Regions from separate parts of the Rattus norvegicus genome. Here region 1 is linked to region 2. Evidence: chromatin contacts called from public Hi-C data. All regions are on one chromosome and are shown on one strand. The core of a region is the stretch at or near the end of the contact, and the rest is flanking DNA. Distances in the headings are between cores, read along the strand shown.

Evidence for each region. A called contact is a pair of places that touch in the nucleus more often than the background predicts.
Region 1: a Hi-C map of mammary epithelial cells shows a contact between it and region 2, with 4 times the contacts expected there. The contact joins the promoter of Lrrc58 here to the promoter of Gsk3b in region 2. A contact is called at or near these places in 2 of 12 Hi-C or Micro-C datasets (frontal cortex and mammary epithelial cells) and 1 of 1 datasets of contacts at active chromatin or transcription factors (oligodendrocytes).

Annotation. Positions count from the first base shown.
Region 1 is chr11:76,366,436-76,369,953 of GRCr8, forward strand. It overlaps Lrrc58 (leucine rich repeat containing 58), which reads right to left and starts at 1,874. Exons shown (of 4, transcript NM_001195558.1): 1 at 1,336-1,874. The coding sequence starts at 1,820. It overlaps Btnl12 (butyrophilin-like 12), which reads left to right and starts at 3,010. Exons shown (of 5, transcript XM_063270931.1): 1 at 3,010-3,518.
Region 2 is chr11:76,151,549-76,154,710 of GRCr8, forward strand. Gsk3b (glycogen synthase kinase 3 beta) reads right to left here and starts at 1,701. Exons shown (of 11, transcript NM_032080.1): 1 at 1,475-1,701. The coding sequence starts at 1,562.

The DNA.
Region 1 (3,518 bases), core at 624-3,123, 220 kb after region 2:
TCTGTCTCAGGGTACTAGCCTCAGAGCTTAGGAAAATGTCGGACACACCAAGCACTCTGTAAACATCTACGGAGGAGCAAATTAGGGGACACTGTGTCCAGAGGCCTCATTTGGCAAACAGGAAGTGCTAAGTGGCCAGCGGAAGGAAGGATGAGATGTGAAGAAAAGGTCTTATTTCCAATCAATGTTTTCCCTGTGAACTCGAAGGTTCTTTCTAGCTCCACATTCTTTTATCTTGGCTAATCCAATAAAGGAGCTGAAACTATTTAACAAGTGGAAGATAGTTTCTTGTTGTTTTACTTCCCACTCCCCTGCAGGACACCTTAGGGCACTTCTATTACCCTTTTCTGTACCTCCCTACTCCAGTACACTCTACATTACTGACTAAGCTTAGAAGAGGTAGACAGTTCCTGTAAAGAAGGAACTATATTCAATAACATAAATACAATGGAGGGGCGTGTGACATACAGAGGAAGTACAGTTTGGCGTTAATTGTCCTGGGAACAGTTAAAAAAGGGGGGGGGGACAGAAAAGACTCCTAAGATAAGATTTTGAAATGTGAATAGTTCCTCAGGGTCAAAGGAAGGGCAGCATGAAGAGGTTTTGCCCGACCCCACCCAATACAAGGACAAGGGCTGCTTTCTATAAAAGGGGGGAGTGCAAGGCTCACTAACTCCACAAATGGTACTTTGGCTACGGCTAAAAGGGGCTAACTGGAAATAGAATAAAAACCAAGTAGGCCAGAGCACTTCCTACGCCACGTTAAATGCCACTTTGATGCAAACGCGTGCAAAGCCACGGAAGACTTCCCAGTAAGAAATCGCCCACCTCTGTTACTGGGCGCCCACTTGGCTCCCTCACTAGACTCAAGAAATAAGGCGAAGTCTTTTTTTTTTTTTTCCTATTCTTTTTTTCGGAGCTGGGGACCGAACCCAGGGCCAGCACTCTACCACTGAGCCAAATCCCCAACCCCAAGGCGAAGTCTTAATAAGGCTTAGTGGCGCATGTTTTTAGTCGCAGAATTTGGGAGGTAGAGGCAGGCGGATCTCTGTGGGTTCGAGGCTACCCTGGCCCTGGTCTACACAATGAGTTCCAGAGTTCATTGGGGGCGAGTGGCGGGGGTGGGGGTACAGGTAGGGGTGCGGCGAAAATGCCTCAAAGACCTGCATAGGCCAAACACAACCCAAAGGCCACCACCCACTCAACCTTAGACGCTAAGCGGCGATGGCTCGCCAGTAGCACCCCCTCCTCCGCCCTTCAACACGGTGCCACGGAGCTCGGGCCACCGCCCGGCTCCCCAACCCCCCCTCCCAATCCCGTCTCGCAGCCACTCACCTCTGCAAGTTCTCGATCTCGGCGGGGATGCTCTGCAGCTGGTTGCCTCCCAGGCTGAGGGTCTGAAGCGCGCGCAGCTCCAGCAGCGAGGCCGGCAGCTCCTGGAAGCAGTTGCCGCTGAGGTTGAGTACCTGGAGGCTGCGGCAGAGCGGCGACTGGCCCAGGCCCTTGGGCAGCGAGCCCGGGCCGCCGAGCCGGTTGTTCCTGGCCAGCAGCGTGCGCAGGCCGCTCAGCGTCAGCAGCTCGGGTCCCAGCGCCGTGAGCGCGTTGCCGCTCACGTCCAGGAGCTGGAGGTGTGGGAAGCCGCTGCCCAGCGCCCGTGGCAGCGACGTCAGACGGTTATACGGCAGCAGCAGCCGCAGCAGCGCCTCCCGTGAGCCGCGCCGCTCCTCCGCGCGCGCCTCCAGCTCCGACTCCAGCGCCTCGGCCGACACGCTGAGGCGGGACCAGTTGAGTTCGGCCTCCCCGAGCGCGGCCTCCTCCATCCCGCCGGACCCCAGGCCGCTAGCCGAGGCGGCGCGCCCCGGAACCTGAAGCGAGCGCCGCGTCGGAAGTGGCGCGGGGCGGCCCGGCCCGGGCGCTCACCCCGCGGGGTGGCCGAGTCACGCGATGTCCAGCGCGGGGTGCGCGCGCCGCTCGGGGGCAGGCTCCTCCTCACGTGGCGCGCGGCGCGGCCTGCGCAGCGGAGGCCTGGTGCTCACTGGATAGTCTGAGGGAGCTAGGCTCGCCCGGGCGTCGCGGACCTCACGTAGCGAGCCGGAAGCCTGAGGCTCCCCAGAGCGGGCCGCTCGCTTTTTATATTCGGGTGCCCCATGGCCTTGGCCGCCAGAGTAAACAGCTCCGGGGCTGATGATCCGGCCCGAAGGCCGACGCGTCACGGGGCGCCGCCTCCTTTGTTCTCACTTGAGACAGGGCCCCCATTTCTGCCGGATCCAGAGAGAGCAGCCATGACTGGAACGTAGCCCGAGAATTTAAGTCTGCAGGAGAGCGGACTGGTGACCCACGCCCCTAGTCCCCACTCCGAAATGTTGAAGTGTACTGAGTTTGAGGCCAGCCTGACCTATATAGCGAGTACCAGGCTAACCAGGGCTACAAGGGAAAGAACAAAGGCCTCTTCGAAGCTAAAGCCAAAGGCAGAGAGATTGCAGTCGCCCCATCTGGAAAACTTGCTTAAAGTTTTCCTTCCCTTCCTTACTTGCCCTTTGTCTTTTAAAGTAGTAGCACTGTCTACAGAGCAAGTTCCAGGATAGCCACAGCTATGCAGAGAAACTTGTCTCAAAAAACCAAAATAACAAAAGCAATGTGTGTCGAATAAGAACTTTGCTCACATCCATTACAGAATCACTCCTGTGGGCTTTGGTCTCTCGTGGGAGCAGATAGAGGAGGTCCCTTGATTTGAGCTAGTTTACACTGAGCTCAGATGGAGAAAGCATTCAGAGAGTCCTAGATAGAATTTAACTGGGAAATTCTTGACTCTGGCCCTAATTCACTAATTCCAGTAGATGTATTTTCATCCTGATCCCATTTCAATTTCAACCTTTTCTGAGATTACATTTTGTAATTTTAAAGTCATTAATGGAAATGAGAGAACTACTTAGCGTTTCTTACTGAGCTTAAGTACAAGAAAGTCACAAGGTTATGTGGTAACCAGTGGGATTAAATTGCTTTTTTCCCTAAAGAACATAATCTCATGTCCTCGGTTTTGTAGATGAGAGACTTCATGTTTCTTCACAGCTAAGCTTTATGGTTGAGTTGACTTGGAAGGATATAGTTTGTTAGTTTAACAACCCATGGGTGGAATTAAAAAATGTGTGCCAGGCACAGTGGTACCTGCTTTTAATCTCAACTCTCAGGAGGCAACGGTAGGACTATCTCTGAGGGTCAGCCTGCTCTACAGTTTTAGGAGAGAGAGAGAGAGAGAGAGAGAGAGAGAGAGAGAGAGAGAGACCGTGTCTAAAAATAAATAAATCTGCAAGTGTCTTGAAGATATCTGATCAAAATAATATTCTAGAAGGAACCCTACTGTGATCAAGAATACTTAATGCCTTAAAAATGTGTACCCTCGATAAAAACAACAATTAAACAGTAACAATGTAAAATGAGGAAAAGGGCATCAGAAAAAGCTAAAATTACACATCAGGCAATAGGGAAAAGATGATCTCAATAATAGACATTGAAGCTAA
Region 2 (3,162 bases), core at 451-2,950:
ACTGAAGGAAAGAAAAAAGTTAACTTGCAAAAATCTCTCCCACTCAGCTATCGCTCTGGATACAACTTTGGACTTCTCTGTTCCAGACAAGGTCCAAAAGCCTACAGAACTGCAATCCTGCATGCAGCTGGAGGATTCCTCACTCCCAGTTGCTTAATCAATTGCACATAACAATCCTGCGTGCAACTGGAGGATTCCTCACTCCCAGTTGCTTAATCAATTGCACATAACAGCACATGCATTTTAACTTTTTAAAAATCTTAGTTCTTCAGTTACAGCAGCTCCTCTCAGCCACAAAACAGTTTTATCTATCTCCTCCCTCTTCTTTCTCAAGGAATAAGGAAAATACCATAGATATTTTGGCCAGAATCTGCAACTATGTTCTAATAAGCTGTCATGAAATACCACATAAACATCTCCACAAATAGATACATTTGAACACTGGATACTCGGTATACCAAACACTTCAAGAACACAGACTTTTTTTTTTTTTCAGCACAGATTCCCCAGCAAAAGACTGACAGATACTCATAGATACATTTTAAATCAGCCTAAAAAGGTATCCACTTGTACTCTTTAAAAAAAAAATTAACAAGTAATAAATGCAACACCACTTCAAAATTAAACTTAAATGACAGTCAGTGACAACACTTAACTTAGTATTTGGCAATATGGCAATACAACCTCAATCAAAAGTTGAATCTCCAAGTTACCTTTTGATTACACAAATTATATGGTGGCAGATTGGTAATGTCAAAACAGGAAGGTTAAGAGATAACACATTAAACCACTTAAAAATTAAAAACAATGCACTCAGAGATGCATCTGCTGCGGGATATTTCTCAGCTCCCACCAGCCCGGAGAAGAGTGAGGGATGGATACTAGCTCGCCTCCAACGGGAATGTGGGTTACCAAGCAAGTTCCTCCCCAGATTCAAAAATACTTTGTGTAGTCACACAGGCAAAAAGGAAATATTAGGAGGCTGGGGCATTTAGTATCTCTATTTAGAATGCAGACCCGTGATAACCTGAGCTAACTAAAATAAACCCCCTCATTCCAGAAGACACGGACTCGGCAAATGTACATCATGGTTTATTAATCAAGCGTTGTCCTCTTTATTCAAAGGGATGGGCAAGCGAAAGCTTCCACCGCTTAACCCGGAGGCACTGGGGCACTTGAAAAGACTGACTACCAACAGCACGGAGAACGTAAGAAAATAAGTTTCGAATCCAATCAGCCAAATAAAACTAATATTCTCTCAATTCAAGGTTAATGAGGCTGGGGGAGGGGGGTATGGGTATGGGAGGAGAAAAAGGAGCTGCCTCATCTTGAGTCAAGACAGGTTTTGCCCTTTTCCACTACCACTGGCTGACTGACTGTTCTATCAGGTCTGTTAGTTTAGATCCTGGTATTTCGAGGTTTCTTATCTTAATGGTGAGGTGGAGAAAGGGTGTAAAATAAAATCGATACTCACTGCTAACTTTCATGCTACCAAAAGCTGAAGGCTGCTGCACTGGCTTGCAGCTCTCCGCAAAGGAGGTGGTTCTCGGTCGCCCCGACATGATGGCTCTTCTCGATTCACCTTTTCCTTCCTTAATCCTTTTCTTCCTTTTGTTTTATGTTAGGGTACTAGGTTAATAATAAATGCAGCATTAAGTTCTCCCGCAAGAAAAAAAAAAAAAAGACTTCGTTCTCTTGGCCTTTCACTCCTTTTGTATAGCTATTTAAGAAGAAAAAAAAAAGGAGCTATGTATTTCTTCAAGACAGATCGGTACGGATATTTAACACATAGATGATTTAGAGCTGGGGGGAAAATATAATTCTTTCACCTCCCTTTCCTGGGAGAGGAGAAAAAGGGTGGAGTGGAATCCTTAAAAAATATATATATATCACGTGAACGAGGGCAAATACTTGATTGAAAATAAGTACTCTGAGTATTATATTTTCCTCGGGGATTTTTTTCCGAGTCAATGAAGAAGGGAAGCGGCGGAAGGATCACGAGCCTCACGCTTGAAGAGAAGGGGGATGGGAAGGAGGGAGGAGATGGCTCGGAGATGCGACGGCAAACGCTGCGGCTCCGGCAGCAGAGGGATCCGGCGGTCTGACGGCGGCGGCGGCCGGGTGAATCGGAGGGCAGCGCAGTCGCGAGTCAGTGGCGGGCGGTGGCGGCGGCGGCTCCTCTCCTCATTGCGCCAGGAGCAGCTGCAGGCGGTGGCTGGATCCAGCGGCCATGGCGGCAGCGGCGGCGGAGGCAGCTCCCTTCAGACCCCAGGCAGCGGCTCCCTGACTGCTCCCCATACGCCGGGGACATGGGAACCAGGCAACCGCTTCCGTCCCTCGGGGTCCCCTCCCCCGTCCGCGGCCCCGGCACGGCCGGCCTCCGCCCCTCGCCTCTGCTGAGCGGCTGCTCGGGAAGTGTCCGCGCTGTGCCCCGAGCCCGAAGCCCTGTCAGCGGCTGCAGGGACGGCTCCTCCTCGCTGCCTTCCTTCCTTTGTCACTCGGCCCAGGCGGCGGCGACGGCGGCGACACAAGCCCGCATTCGGCCGGGTCGGGGGCTGCTCTGTGCGAGGCGCGCCGTCTGCGCAGTCGCCTAGCCCTTCCCCACTCCCCCCTCCCCCTTCCTACTCGTCCTCCGCCTCCTTCCTCCCCCACCCAGCCTTACACCGCCCAGCGCCCCGCCGCCCGCGTAACAGGCGTCTGGGAATCGCTCGCCGAGCCCGCGCCCGCCAGCTTCGGCTGTGGAGCCGAAACCTAAGCTGGAACCAATCAAAGACGTCGTTTGCTTGCAGCTCCGGCCGGAAAAAGCCGAGCGGCCTAAATAACCAATGAGGAGACGCCGCTGGGAGACCACGCCCCGGCAACGAGGAATGCCGAAGGTAGCCGAAAAGAGGGAAAGAGGGTTCGCCTTGTTCTGTGGCTGGCTGGAGAAAAGATTCGACAATAGCGACAGTGGCCAATCGGAGCTCTAGGCCCGCAGGGGGAAGCCTGAAGAGTTAAGGACAGCGAAACTCCCGAGTCGCGGGAGGAACTACTCGGCTGGGCACCGCGCCCGTTTCCTCATTGGCTGGACAACTCCACCGGGCGTGTTCTTTTCTCAGTGATTGGTGAAGGGAAGGGGGCTTCCGAGGACATCTGGCCAGTCAGAGCCTCCCCTCCCTCTTT